Linked DNA regions of Mus musculus: all the other regions are linked to region 1. Evidence: chromatin contacts called from public HiChIP or PLAC-seq data. All regions are on one chromosome and are shown on one strand. Each heading gives the region's core, a stretch centred on a gene start, on an enhancer-like site or on the middle of the called end of the contact. The rest is flanking DNA. Distances are from core to core; before and after follow the strand shown. Region 1 holds the start of Tmem9b (TMEM9 domain family, member B). Region 2 holds the start of Tmem41b (transmembrane protein 41B). Region 3 holds the start of Denn2b (DENN domain containing 2B). Region 4 holds the start of Dennd5a (DENN/MADD domain containing 5A). Region 5 overlaps Denn2b (DENN domain containing 2B).

The links. HiChIP or PLAC-seq counts read pairs in DNA pulled down with a chosen protein or histone mark.
Region 2: a contact with region 1 is called in an H3K4me3 HiChIP or PLAC-seq map of embryonic stem cells, with 13 read pairs. The contact joins the promoter of Tmem41b here to the promoter of Tmem9b in region 1. A contact is called at or near these places in 4 of 39 promoter capture datasets (3T3-L1-derived adipocytes, the C10 cell line, cranial neural crest and 1 more), 2 of 484 Hi-C or Micro-C datasets (ECoMG-derived neutrophils and natural killer cells), 7 of 115 datasets of contacts at active chromatin or transcription factors (the SCID.adh cell line, cardiomyocytes, effector CD8 T cells and 4 more) and 2 of 9 other capture datasets (liver and pancreatic islet).
Region 3: a contact with region 1 is called in an H3K4me3 HiChIP or PLAC-seq map of embryonic stem cells, with 30 read pairs. The contact joins the promoter of Denn2b here to the promoter of Tmem9b in region 1. A contact is called at or near these places in 6 of 39 promoter capture datasets (the HPC-7 cell line, cranial neural crest, embryonic stem cells and 2 more), 1 of 484 Hi-C or Micro-C datasets (forebrain), 4 of 115 datasets of contacts at active chromatin or transcription factors (embryonic stem cells, extraembryonic endoderm stem cells, heart atrium and 1 more) and 1 of 9 other capture datasets (liver).
Region 4: a contact with region 1 is called in an H3K4me3 HiChIP or PLAC-seq map of embryonic stem cells, with 19 read pairs. The contact joins the promoter of Dennd5a here to the promoter of Tmem9b in region 1. A contact is called at or near these places in 7 of 39 promoter capture datasets (the 3T3-L1 cell line, the C10 cell line, cranial neural crest and 3 more), 6 of 484 Hi-C or Micro-C datasets (the Ba/F3 cell line, CD8 T cells, embryonic stem cells and 2 more), 15 of 115 datasets of contacts at active chromatin or transcription factors (CD8 T cells, the NIH/3T3 cell line, the SCID.adh cell line and 8 more) and 3 of 9 other capture datasets (adipose tissue, embryonic stem cells and pancreatic islet).
Region 5: an H3K4me3 HiChIP or PLAC-seq map of bone marrow-derived macrophages shows a contact between it and region 1, with 3 times the contacts expected there. The contact joins the enhancer-like site here to the promoter of Tmem9b in region 1. A contact is called at or near these places in 1 of 39 promoter capture datasets (cranial neural crest), 7 of 115 datasets of contacts at active chromatin or transcription factors (bone marrow-derived macrophages, embryonic limb bud, embryonic stem cells and 2 more) and 3 of 9 other capture datasets (adipose tissue, liver and pancreatic islet).

What each region holds. Positions count from the first base shown.
Region 1 is chr7:109,750,906-109,753,605 of GRCm38.p6, reverse strand. Tmem9b (TMEM9 domain family, member B) reads left to right here and starts at 1,343. Exons shown (of 5, transcript NM_020050.1): 1 at 1,343-1,535. The coding sequence starts at 1,428. It also overlaps the pseudogene 4930431P19Rik.
Region 2 is chr7:109,984,842-109,987,541 of GRCm38.p6, reverse strand. It overlaps Tmem41b (transmembrane protein 41B), which reads left to right and starts at 1,312. Exons shown (of 7, transcript NM_153525.5): 1 at 1,312-1,580. The coding sequence starts at 1,460.
Region 3 is chr7:109,615,766-109,618,465 of GRCm38.p6, reverse strand. Denn2b (DENN domain containing 2B) reads left to right here and starts at 1,319. Exons shown (of 20, transcript NM_001001326.1): 1 at 1,319-1,408.
Region 4 is chr7:109,959,107-109,961,806 of GRCm38.p6, reverse strand. Dennd5a (DENN/MADD domain containing 5A) reads left to right here and starts at 1,385. Exons shown (of 23, transcript NM_021494.1): 1 at 1,385-1,733. The coding sequence starts at 1,625.
Region 5 is chr7:109,540,446-109,543,145 of GRCm38.p6, reverse strand. Denn2b (DENN domain containing 2B) reads left to right here. Exons shown (of 20, transcript NM_001001326.1): 6 at 611-826; 7 at 1,714-1,810. Among named protein-coding and RNA genes, the nearest start is that of Snora3, 22 kb to the right of the region's middle. Within about 2 kb of position 1,270, at least 12 of the 459 cell types and tissues checked have an H3K27ac peak or open chromatin away from gene starts, as enhancers often do. A contact at or near this core is called in bone marrow-derived macrophages, where this site is marked.

The DNA of each region.
Region 1 (2,700 bases), core at 94-2,593:
CTGAAGGACATGTCAGACATACAGCTCTAAACTGATCCAAACTGGCTACTAAGTCAGCTTTTAGCAATCAGATCTAAATACCTCACCAACAAATTTTATCCTGACAGCCCTGCGATTAGTAGGACACCCCTTAGAAGGACAATTATCCCCACTGTGACAGGATGATCTACAATACCTCACCAACAAATTTTATCCTGACAGCCCTGCGATTAGTAGGACACCCCTTAGAAGGACAATTATTCCCACTGTGACAGGATTGTCACAAGAACTGGTGCGAAAGCATCTAGTCCTTTGGGCTAGTTGCCATTTAGGACTAAAAAAGGGCTAAATACATTTAATGCAATAGCACTTTGTGTTAGATTCTAGTCTAGTATCGACAAGAATCACATAGCAGAAAAACGCTGCGAAATTTCTACCTGTAAATTAAGAAAGACATTTCCACCAACCAGGAAAGGACCACTTGAAGGGGCGGGGTGGGGGTGTCTTATAAGTAAAAATTGAAAATCATAAAACTTAATCCCCTTTTATTGAAAGGAAGTGATTTTCCCTTATGACATTCAGCAAATCCCTAAGGGCTGTGATGAGCACGCTGCATCCCTTTCTCTACCCCCAGAGTCTCTACTAAGTGGAAAAAATATTTTAATGAGCAGCTCTATGTTCTCTCCAGGGTGCTCCTGAAGTATCTACAGAAAAAGACACCCCATGGAGTAGGGTCTGCGCTCCCAGAACTGACTGAGAGGTCAACTGTTTTAAATAGGCACTGCCTCACAGGAGCTTGGCTCCTGGATTCTCCACCTCCAGGAGTCCTGGGCGGGGGATGCTCCAGGGGCGTCCGCATCTTGCAAAGCCTGACTTGAGCCAGCCCAGATTCGCCGCCGTGGCCCACTTCCCAGTCCTAGACTGGACCAAGGCTGTCAGCCCCTAGTGGAAGCCACACCCGCGTGGACAGCTCACAGTTACTGTTGGGAGCCGGGCAGGAGTCTGTGTCCTGGAGGCGCACGGACCGCAGGTTCGTACTGAAGCCCCGGTGCGGAGCCTCGAGCCTCCATCGCCGGGTGGGCTTCCGATCTAAGGACGCTCGGGCTCTTCTGGTCAGGTCTCCTGAACAGCACCCTCTCGGCCTTCGCAGTTCCCGGGGATGGGGTTCACCCGGCCTGCGGGACTAGATCCGCATGGCCTGCTCCCTTGGGGTGCAGGATTCGCCAGCTCTGGCCGGGGAAGACCCCCAGCCTTTAGTGCACCCCCGGGGCCGCGACCGTGGCGGGCCTTGTGCACCCGGAACCGTTTCCGGGGCGGAGGCTTTCTCGCAGCTGACCCGGCGCGGACGGTGACGCGCAGGCCCAGGCGGAAGTGCGGGCGGAGGATCCCGAGCCGGATCCCGAGCCGGGCGCGGGGCTCGGGGCTCGCAGGAGCGGCTGGCTCCCGCGATGGCGAGCCTATGGTGCGGAAACCTGCTGCGGCTGGGCTCGGGGCTCAGCATGTCCTGCCTGGCGCTGTCGGTGCTGCTGCTCGCGCAGCTGACAGGCGCCGCCAAGGTGAGTCCCGCCCCGCCCGGCTCCTGACAGGAGCTCCGCCCCTGCCTCTGGCCTGGCAGAAACTGGGGCTGACCACTTGCTCCCCACTCTCCGGTCTCCCAATCCGACAGCCAAATCCCCCCGACCCCGCTTCACAGCCCGGGCTGGCCCTCTCTAGAGCATCCTAAGCCTTAGCCCCAAACAGTGCCAGAGCGGGGTCTATAACCCTCTGCCTCTTGACATTTCCCTTCCCAGCCCCGACGGGACACACCCGGAACTTTCCAGCCCTGGGAGCTTTGAACTTTCCACCCTTAAACTTGGGCAGCTCTCAGCCCCCAATCCAAACGGTGGGAAACCCTCATCTCCCTGAAATCTTCTCTAGTAGGGACTAGCTCCCCTCACCCTCATCTCCCCGAAGTCTTCCCTACTAGGGACTAGCTCCTCTCAACTCATTGATAAGCAGATTCCCTTGCCATGGTGGGGGCTCGAATCTCATGGCAACTACCCGTTCCCAGAAGGACCTGTAGGGCCACCCCACTAGCCTGATACTCTCACCAAGATCCCCTCCAGGAAAACACACACACACACACACACACACACACACACCCCTCTTCTGATAATTTACTAGCCTAGGAGAGAGGTGACAGGAAGTTGTGTCCTATTCCTCACTGTGTTTCTAAACCTTTTGGTCCCCATATATTTTCTGGTGACCCAGAGCTGTTCTGGCCCAAGAAAACATGTGCTTTCCTCCCAGTGGGCTAACTAATTTTGGGGCAAAATAGAAAGACTCCACGGTGTAGTGGGAAATAGTGACACTGCATTTTTAAAAAGTTTTATAATATTTTTAAATGTTATAAAGGGCTGGGAAAGATAGGTCACAGGTAGGCAGGTGTTTTTGAGCAATTTGGTTTTTTTTTTTTTTTCAGTCTTTCTGGTGTCATCAGAAATAGGGACAGCAAAAAGTTTCCCAACTTTTGAAATACTTCTAGTATGGACTCTCTGTATGGATGTCAAACATTACCATTTTATGTAGTGTATCATGATATAAACATCCGTCTCCCCTTGATAGGATTTGTCCCAGGAAACAGGAGCTGTGTCTTTTGCTTCTCTGAGTCCTCCTCATTGAGCACAGGCTCTGGCACAGTGGTTACTGATACATTTAGGACCTGTCAACAGCTCTGCCAGA
Region 2 (2,700 bases), core at 63-2,562, 230 kb before region 1:
AGGTCAGCCTGACAGCCTGGTCTACAGAGCGAGTTGCAGGACAGCCAGGGCTACACAGAGAAACCCTGTCTCAAACCGCCCCCCCCCCCAAAAAAAAGTAATCAGAGGACAACTTCCAAGAGTTAGTTCTCACCTACTGCTATTAGGTCTCAGAGACCGAAATAAGCCTGTCAAGTTTAAGAGACAAATACTTCTACGCACTGAGCTGCCAATTCTCTAGATATCAGATTATTTCTTCTAAGTGTAATTACTGCTTAAGAACAATCCAATTCCCCACTCCCCCTTTTTGTCCAAATTTTAAAATACACTGCTAAGTTACTTTCACGAAGAAATTCCCCACTATTACCTTCGATACCTGCTTTTAAAAAAGATAACGAAAAAAATGTCAATTGGATAGGGGCATCGCTCAGCAACAGAATGGTGTGGTTTGTATGCCCAAGGTCTAAGATTATATCGACAGCAAGAACAAAACAAAACAGGGCTGGAGAGATGGCTCAGTGGTTAAGAGCACCGACTGCCCTTCCGAAGTCTTGAATTCAAATCCCAGCAACCACATGGTGGCTCACAAACATCCGTAATGAGATCTGATGCCCTCTTCTGGTCTGTCTGAAGACAGCTACAGTGTACTTAGATATAATAATAAATAAATCTTAAAAAAAAAAAAGAACAAGACAAAGCAAAATCCTAAAGAAGAGGTGACTCTAATATACTTACCAGTGAGAAGCTGGATATGAGGGGCAGAAGGAGAAAAACTGTCAAGAAGCTATGCCTTGGCTCAGGAAACGCCAAAATATAGCGAGTAAGGGTGAATTTACTTTGGACAGGTGAGTGAAAAACCTTGGACTCTAAACTAATTTCTGTCACTCTGTGATCTTCTTTGTTTCTAGGTCTCAATTTTGTGAGATTCAGGTACGTTTGTCTCATGTTTTAAATTTTACACGATTTTAAGAACAGGCTTCCAGCTTCCACAGCGCTTGTAACCCATTTGCTGCGGAACGAATGGAATCTCCAACACCAACTAGTCGCGCGCAGACACTTCCGGTTGGCGGAACAAAGAGTCTGAAGTACTCGAGCCTCACTTCCGTGTGACGAAAGCTACGCGGAGAAGTCGGACCTTAGGCCGCAGACCCATGACTTGCCAATGCGATATTGCTCATGCGCCCTACACCAGCGAGGTGGGCGGGGCCCCGGAGGGGGCGGGGTCGGCCCTGACTTGTCTCGCGGTTACTGGGCGTGCGGGAGCGCGCGAGGTTCGTGGGCGGTTCTGGGCGGGCCCTCACCTGATATCTCTGGAAGGCTCCGCCGAGTGTCAAGTTTTCGAGGTCGTCTCAGGTGAGGTGGTCGTGCCGGAAGTAGTTGTGCCTCGCGCCTGGGTGTTGAAAGAAAGCTGCGGGAGGAGCTTTAGTCATTCAAGGGGGCGCGGCACCAGTAGGAGCTCTTCGCGGCCCCCGCAGCAGCCATGGCGAAAGGCAGAGTGGCTGATCGATCGCCCACCGAAATGTTGCACTCGACCCCAGCCGGGGACCGGGCAGTGAGGACCCAGGGTTCCGCCGCGCCTGGCAGCAAAGATCATCTGAACGGTGAGTGGACCTGCGGGACGGGGCTGAGGCTGCCCTAAAGATTAGGACCCCGTGGTGCAGGTCGCAGGGAAAGAGGGACCTTTCAGCACCGAAGCATCTCAGCAAGAGAGTCCTGTACTTGGCGGGGAACCCAGCATGACAGAGGGCTAGACTCCTCCTAGTTAGTTTTTTCTCAATAGACTTTAGTCAAAGGAAGCGGTGACCCCGACTTGTGACACCAAATAGACCGGTTCGTTATCCAGGCCACCCAGACAGGTATTTGAGAGACTTGAGCTTTCGTTGTATTGTTTTACAGATGAACATACTGAGGACTATGCAGCTCCATGACTTGTGTAGAGTCACAGAGCCACACTAAGGTTGTGATTAAGAGCAAAGACTTGCCCTTCCAGGTGCCACTTGAAAGTGTCAGATTCTAGCCGGTGGTAGTTGTAGTTGCGCGTCCTTTTAATCCAGTTCTCCGGAGACAGACAAGTTCCAGGTTACACAGAGAAAACCCTGCCTCGAAAAAAACACAACATTTTCAGCTCTTGTGTTTCCATTTAACCTGGTTTGTAACTTAAAAAAAAAAAATTGTTTGATTTGTTTTCAAGCTAAGTAGCCCTGGTTGTATTGGAGGACCTTGCTCTGTAGATTAGACTGGCCTCTAAGGCAAAGAATGGCTTCCTTCAGCCTCCCAAGTACTTGGATCCAAGGCGTGCAGGCGTACACTACCGCCTTGTTTTTTTTTTTGTTTTTTTTGTTTTTTTTTTTTTTGGTCTTTCAAGACAGGGTTTCTCTGTATAGCCCTGGCTGTCCTGGAACTCACTCTGTAGATCAGGCTGGCCTCGAACTCAGAAATCGTCTGCCTCTGCCTCTCAAGTGCTGAGATTAAAGGCGTGTGCCACCACTGCACGGCCTTCGCCTTGTACTTTTTTTTTTTTTAATTTATTTATTACATGTAAGTACACAGTAGCTGTCTTCAGACACACCAGAAGAGGGTATCAGATCACGTTACAGATGCTTGTGAACCACCATGTGGTTGCTGGGATTTGAACTCTGGACCTTTGGAAGAGCAGTCGGGTGCTCTTACCCACTGAGCCATCTCACCAGCCCCCTCCCTGCCTTCTACTTTTTAAAAGAC
Region 3 (2,700 bases), core at 70-2,569, 140 kb after region 1:
TACTGAAGGTGAGTCAACATCACAAGGAATTCTGCAAGGGATAAGCGTTACAGATTCCATCAGGGCCCCCCCACCCCTCCCCCAGCATTATTTTGAGGAGCAGCATTGGAGAATGGCCTCCTTGAGCCTCATTGTCTTCATCCTCATCAGCCTCCACCTTCCCACATGCAGTCAATCCATTTACCAACCCCGAGTTCTACTTGAAAAATATATCTACTAGATTGGTGGAGGAGAGGTACTAACAATTGGGGGGTGGTGGATGAGAGCTGAGTGCCTAATTTGAAGTGTTTTTGACTAATAGCACCTTGACACTGCACCTCACACCCTAGTCCTCTGCCACCCCAGTATGAGATATATTCATAGAAAGTAGAAAGTCGGGAGGAGGCTGGCTCAGTGACAGGTGGCCAGTTGGCGATGAGGTCAGGCACTGCTAAGGTCTTGTGACTCTAGCTCTGGTATTCTTGGCAACTGTTCTGCTTAATGTATGCCAGAAAGTTGAAAGGCTTGGACACTGGTTTTGGATCTCTCATTTCCTGGTTCAGTAAATGGGAGCAAGTAATTTAACTTTACTTTAGATACATTTTTAAAATGTGTTAAATTAATATAACACCAGTCGTAACTTTTAGGACTACTCTGTCAGAGAAAAAAATGAACCAGGATTTGGGAGGTTATTTTGGGAAGATGTAAGATAGTACTTGGGGGTAGGGCAGGGCATTTTTTCTCTAGTTTGCAGCAGATATTGTGCATGTCATAGATGTTATCGGTCATTAAATCTTTGGGCTAGAAGGGTGGCAGATAGATTTACCTTAACAGGACTTAGATAGAGTCTTCACTTTCCCTTGGAGGCCCACACTTGTGGTTCTTAGAAAATGAGCTGGTTTTCAAGATCAGGCTTCTGTGTACTTTATAGCAAAACATAAAGGACTAGGAGACCCTTGACTTGTCTCTACTCTCAGTTCCTAACTAGTTAGGTAAGTGTGGATCAAGTATCTGATCTCTCTGGGCCTCAGTGATCCCATCTATAAAATGGTAGCAAACCTATCTGACCAGTGTGTTAAGAGCATCAAACAAACTAGTACATCTATTTTGAGAGGGTTAGGCAGCATCCAAGCAAAAGTATACATAGGGCTACTAAAAGGGCCTTCTGTGTCCCAGGTACGGCCCTGGCACTTGTACAGTTTCTCATTGGAGGCCTGGGCTGTGGATCTTTTGTTCAGAGAGGAGGCTGTTTGCATTGTGTTTGATGTCCTGGCTCTGACTGTAGACTTAAACAGTGTTCCTCCTAATCCTGATCTAGTTTGTTTCTTCTCCTTTGCAGGAAGACAAGAGACTGCTTGGGCTCTGGCACTAGTACCATGGGACCCTGTACTGGCTAAAAGCTGTCTCCAGGACCTGAACAGTCAACAAGGTAACCAGAGAGGCCAGTCTAGGCCAGCTTCTAGGATGTGAACTGTGTTTCTGCCCCAAATGCTCCTGAAAAATCCCAAGCGAACAAACAAGTTGAGGCAGCACGCATCAGGGTCCCTCCTCATTCCGCTGCTGCTGCAGGACCCAGAGGAAGTGCTTGCTTCCCCTCCAAGCCTTCAGCTAGCTCCCTCCCCTTTGGCAGGGATTCTTCCAAGTTATAAAAGCTGAGACACTAGAGGGGAGGAAAACAAGTCCACTCACTGTCCTCACCCTTCTCCCCTCTGGGTTGTTGCAGCAAGTTCCCAGGAACAGACCTGGGCTCCTGGTTGACTGGAAGGGAGGTAGGAGGAGTGGAATGCATGCATAAACTGAGCCGATCAAAAGACCGCGCTGTTTCAAGGCCGGCTAGAACTCAGAGAATGTGTAGAAGCACGCGCACGCATAAACGTGCGCGTGCTAGCTCGCTCCTGGGACACCGGGTTGAGGGAGAGCGCCTAGCTGAGTGAGAGCAAGCCTGCAAGCGTGTGTGCAGCCTAGGACAGGTCTCCATGACAACCAGCCTGACTGGCTAGCTGCGCTAGCTCTGCTCACTTGGCTGGAAGGAGTGTCTTGAAAGGTCAGAGGAAGGAGCTGTGGGAAGTTCGCAGCAGGTACTGGAGCTTAAGCCAGTGGATCTGGGGGCCCTGGGCTCCCTAAGCGACTGTGGTGTGAGCCAGCCTCTGTGGAGAATGGAGTGGGCAAGAAATCACCCGGACTACCAGGTAAGGGCACCTCTGAGCCCCTTGCTTTGAGTCGGGCTGTTTATGGCAGGCCAGTGTCTGTGCTCTTCACTTCAGAGTTTGGGGGTCGAGAATGATGTCATACTCCAACAGTTGGATTCTATTAGCTCCGGGAGGAGGAGGGAAACTGCCAATTTTCTTGACTTTGCAAATCTAGCTAATCTCACTCTGGCTGAATCGGAGATGTTTAGGCTTCACTCTGCTTTTATTTAGCACAAAGCCACTGGATATTTTCACAGGAAGGTTCTTTTATAGGAAAATGAGTTCTCATCGCTCTAGCACTGTTGAAGTTCTTATGTGGAAACTTTTGAGCAGCTTGGTCGGTTTTACCTCGTGCTCTCTTATCTCCATGCTGCTATGTCTGACTTGTAACAACAATCAAAGTAGCTAATGAAGCTCAGAGAGGAGCCTGCAGTGAGTTTCAAGTCCATCTGGGACACTTGACAGGGCAGAGGGACTGGCACAACAATATCTGAGCGGGGGCCTTGCACTGTCTATGAAGTAGCTTTGGAAA
Region 4 (2,700 bases), core at 136-2,635, 210 kb before region 1:
AATACTGGGACAGAACCCAGGAGAGAGCCCAGGTTCAGCCCTTGGGGAAGCCAATTGCCTTCTATAGTCCTTAGCTGGCTGCCTGCCAGAGCAAACCTGGCGCACACTATTCTGTAACAACAATGACAATGTATATAATATTTATGGAGTGCCTTCTATGTTCTGGGTATAATCCTCACCACTTTACCTATACATGCATTTATTTTGTACTTTGACAAAAATCATGCCTGTTGGCACCTAGAAATTACATAAGTAAGTTGCCAATATCATATTGTACATTATAAGTCAGAATTCAAACTGGGGGACTGTTTCTAGAGCCCATGCTAGCAGCCACTACAGTTTCTCTTCCTTGGCCTCTGATGTTACAGTACAGACCCACCTGAGCCTGGTGTGATGATGCAGGCCTTTAAGCCCAGCACTGAGCAGGCAGAAGAAAGAGTATTGCATCAGGGTAATACAGGTACATAGCAAGTTCTGGGTCAGACAGGTCTATAAGTGAGACCCTATCCAAAAAAACCAAATCAAATCAATCAACCAACCAACCACCAAAAGAAGACACATCTGGCTAGCTTCTGTAGAAAATGAAGTCAGAGGGTCTGTTCTTTAGACAAGAGACAAGGACCAGGAGGTTTCACCTGTTCAGCCACCCTTTCTCTTCTACAAGCAAATTCTCACTAGAAGGAAGAAAGGAATGAATGAATGAATGAATGAATGAATGAAGGGTGATGGATAGATGGATGAATGGACAGAGAATTCTGTGAGCATGAAAAGAACTAAGTGAAGGGGGAGGGAGACTTCTGGGGCTTCATGAAAGGGGGAGAGTTTGGTGCATGGAAGAAGCCCTGCTTGTGGGGTGCGGGGCAGTGAGCTAGCGCAGGATTCAAGCGTAGGGTTGTTTCTTGCATTTTTTGAGCCTCAGTTTCCCTATCTGCAAATTAAAGGTAAATAGAAGATAAGCTGACCCACTCTCTCCAAAGAACAGAGTTTCCTCAGATCTATTGGGGAAAGCTGACACTGAGGAGAGGTGACAAGGAGAAGCTGCTCTGTGGTGACAGTATAGGAGCAGGATTCGGTGGGCTTCACAGTTCAGCCCTGCAGCTCTTATGCCGGTGACACGGCCAGCACGAGCCACCATGGCCCACTCTTTCCGCACACCGCATCCGATTTCTCTAAAGGGTGTCGCAGTCGCGTGGAGGTGGCTGCAGTCGCGGGATCCCAGCAGCTGACCGCTGGCCACTCTGTGGTGGCTGCTCTGGAAGCCCAGGCCCCCGGGGCCCAAAGAGCATCACGTCATCCTTTGCGCCCGACGACCGCCCCTCCCCGACCGCGCGTGCGCACGCGGTGGCGGCGGGTGGGGGGCCGCGGTGGGGCGGGCGGCCGCTCTCCGCCCTTCCTCAGGCTTGCTCAGGCCGCGGTGCAGAGGACAGCGTCCAGGATGCGGCGCGGGGTGGCCCGGCGCCCCCCTGCCCCGGCACGGCAGCGGCGGCCGCTAGGACCCGGCGAGGCCCGGGGGCGGCGGCCGGAGCCTCGGTAGCGGCGGCGGAGGGAGCGGCGGCTGAGGGCGGGCGGGCGGCCGGGGGCGGGGGCTCGGCTCCGCGCGGCTTGCCCCGCTCGGCCCGGAGCCATGAGCGGCGGCGGCGGCGGAGGGGGCTCGGCGCCCAGTCGCTTCGCCGACTATTTTGTCATCTGCGGGCTGGACACCGAGACCGGGCTGGAGCCGGACGAGCTGTCGGGTGAGTGCGCGCGAGCCCGGGCTAGGGCCCGCGGGGCCCGCTTTGTCCCGGGAGCCCAGTGAGGGTCGGGCGAGCAGACGGGACGCGGGTCCCGCGGGCCTGCTGCCCCCCGCGCGGTGGTCGCCGCGTCGGCAACCTGGGGAGACGCGGACGCTGGGTGCGCTCAGAGGTCGAGGGGCTTAGTCCACAATGAAGGGAAGCTTGCCTTCTAGCACCCTTTTGGGAGGAAAGAAGTTAGCCCACTTCCTAGTGAGAGTTAGTCCCACCCAGACTTTTCAAAAGAGCAAAACAAAAACTTGATGAGTTTATTTGGCCTCTTCCCAAGAAGCCGGCGAGACCAGTTCCTCAAAACCGTTATAACTCACTCCTGAGCAGGCCAGGCCCGGGCTTTTCCTTCACAGTTCTGCCCCTCTTGATCGGACGTGAAGTGACAAATTGAACCGGGTTACACCAAGAACGGGTTCTCTCTTGGCGCTAGAAAAGAACTTGTACCCAGGGCCATGCTTTTGTTGTTGTTGTTGTTGTTGTTTGTTTTTTAAGTTAATGTCCTTTACCAGGCGAGGGTCATTTGTGAATGAAGGCAGCGCGTCCCAGTTGGACAGGTTGTGCAGTGTTGTGATGCCTCTCAAGTTATCTTTCGAAGAGGAAGTGATGGGGGAGTGACAGTGAGGCCCTGATGAGATTTGGCACCCATTGCTTGAAGGTGTAAGAATTATAAAATCCCCGGTGAATTCCTGCGCGCCCACATTGGAGTTGCAACAGTTTTGAAAAGTTTTTGGGTGGCCAGTAAGCAGGTTTCAGTGGTTGGAGGCTTGTCGTGTTAGACTTTAAAGTTATGTCATGCTGATTCGATGAGGGAAACTCCTCTCCCCCTTTCTGTCACGATGTGGTAGTCATTGAACACCGTACAGTTTCTCTATTGAAAGTGATCATCCAGTCTTGGATTTTTTTTTTTTTGTCACTCCAG
Region 5 (2,700 bases), core at 21-2,520, 210 kb after region 1:
TTCCACTATCAATTAGCCAACTAGGTGTTCTATACTGAAGATCATCAGCTGTTCATTAAGGATATACAGGGCCAGAGAACGAGGCTGCCCAAAATGGTATAGTGAGAGGGAGCCACTTGAATGTGAGGTCTGTCTTACTCAACTTTGGTGGCCACAGCCCAAGACCCCTATTCTCTGGAGGAAGTAAGCATGGCCAGGATGTCAGGCTCACACAACAGAGCAGGTTGGCAGGTAGGCTATGGCCTCTTGCACAAAAGGCTTCAGAACTGAGGAGGTAGAACGAGTGGTTCCCTCATCCACAATCACTAATCCTCTGTCAAAGTTCAGACAGTGCCTGGAGATTTCTGCTCTGTCTCCTCTTTCAGCTCAATAGAGGATCTTTTTTCTTTATTCTTTTCTGGCAGAAGAAGTAACACTTTCTTTGAAGAAGCAAGCATTTAATCTAGTGCTTACCTGGCCACTGAACAGCTAAGGTCTTTAAGGAGGAAACTCTAGGTTATTGAATTCTAACAGGGAACTGGTGAGAGCTGAGGATGCACAGATAGCAGAAGACAGATACTGATAAAACACTTGTAGTGAGCTCCCTCTCATATCCTGTCCCCCATGCCAGCTGTCCCTGAAGTCCAACAGCCAGTCCCTGCGCAGTGGGAACTGGTCAGAAAGGAAGAGCCATCGTTTGCCACGATTACCCAAGAGGCATAGCCATGATGACATGATGCTGTTGGCTCAGCTGAGCCTGCCATCTTCACCCTCCAGCCTCAATGAGGACAGCCTCAGCACCACAAGTGAGCTGCTGTCCAGCCGCAGGTCCCGCCGCATTCCCAAGGTATCCTTCCCGCATTGAGCCCAGGGCGCTAGGCAGATGGGTGGGTAGGCAAACAGCTATGCTCTGGCCTGCCTTCCTTCCTTCCTTCCTCCTCTAATCTGGGCTGCTTTTTTAGTTCCCCTTGAATAGATTGAGGGCCTCCTTTCCCCGGTCCCTTCTTTACCAATAAGATTGCACTAGCCCTTCCCAGTACTGAGGGTTAGAGGGAAAAGACTAGCTGAGCTGAGACTCTCTTACCCAGTATGACAGGTGAATTTGAGTTCTTGTTCACAGAAACATCTTTGGCCTTTCAGGGACCTAAAGATTCAGACCATCTCTTCCTATGTCTCAAAAATCAAAGCGCTTTCAGCAATGACTTGCACATGTGTCCATGTGCCCGCTCCTCAGCCCTGCACATGCTGCGCTGCAGAACTTAGCTAAATGGTATTTTTAGCTTGCAAACAATGCTTGGGCATATTGTGAATTTAGCTTCTTCCTGTCAGGCCCCAGGTTATGGCCCAGAGAGGAAAGGCTAGAATCCTTGTTCCTGTTTTTATATCTGAGAAACTCTTTGTCTCCGTTGGTTCAATGACTCTTGGGACCCAGGAGCTCCCATCCTGTCTAGTTTGATCACAGTTCCTTCCTTTGGGGAGCTAAGTTTAGTGTCCTTGTCTTGGGGCAGGAACCTATTCCTGGGGCACAGGGTAGATGGAGAGCTACCCAGGGTGGTTGATAAGCCTCCACTGTGGTCGTTTTAATAGGAAGACCAGTGCTGGACCCAGCTGGAGCAGTGCACAGAGCTCTTGCACACCTATAAGGGAAAGAATGGGTTCATAATTTATCTTCATAGAATTAGGGGCAGCTGGTGATAGAATAGCCTCACCTTCTCTGCTTTTTTTTTAAACTAGCTTGTCCAAAGAATTAACTCTATCTATAATGCCAAGAGAGGAAAGAAGAGGTTGAAAAAGCTGTCTATGTCCAGCCTTGAGACAGCATCATTGAGAGGTAGGTATTGGTGTCTAAATTGCATCACCTTTGCAGGTCCATGAATATCAGGGATGGGGAGAGATTGACTTCAGTTTATCTCACCTGAGGTAGTAATGGGATCCTTCTGCTTTGTAGGAAGGTAGCACTCTTCCACAAAATGGCCACATAAGTGGGAGGGGCTGAGAGGAAATAAGCTCTGTGATGTTTTCCTTCAGACTTTGGACTATGAGGCCCTGAGTTAGGACATGTGGGAATCTGCTTTGGGCAAAAGGAAAGGCCAGACTTACTGAGCTCTCTGGTCTGTTTTCCATTTCAAATCTTGGACTGAGGCAGGTCCTTTGTATTCCAGGCATCTAGGCCTCTCTGTGGCTCAGCCTTCAACTTAGGCCCTCAGCTTCACCCACCCAGTAGGTGTTTGCCTATAAGTTAGCAATGGAGGCCTGATCTCTGAGGTATCCTTGTTCTGAGCCATTTGCCTCCTGCCCTCAGGTGCCTATCATTGGCCCAGAGTGGCCCAGAGTAGCCCAGACTAGGTTTAGGTCTATTCGTCATTCGTAATGTTGGAAGGCTCACAGGTCAGCAAGATAGCTTAGCAGATAAATGCACTTGCTGACAAGCCTGGCCACCTAAGTTTGAGCCACAAAGCCTATGTGTTAGAAGGAGAGAATCAACTCATACAAACTGCCTTCTGATCTCCATATACACGTGGCTGCTCGCGTAAGCCCATATTCATTTTTGTATTCTCTCTCTCTCTCTCTCTCTCTCTCTCTCTCTCTTTCTCTCTCTCTCTCTCTCTCTCACACACACACACAAACACACACACGATAAATATAAAAAACTATTTTTTACAATTTGGAAAATAGACTCCAAAAATATTTGCTATAGGCCAATGTGTCTGCCTGTTGTTA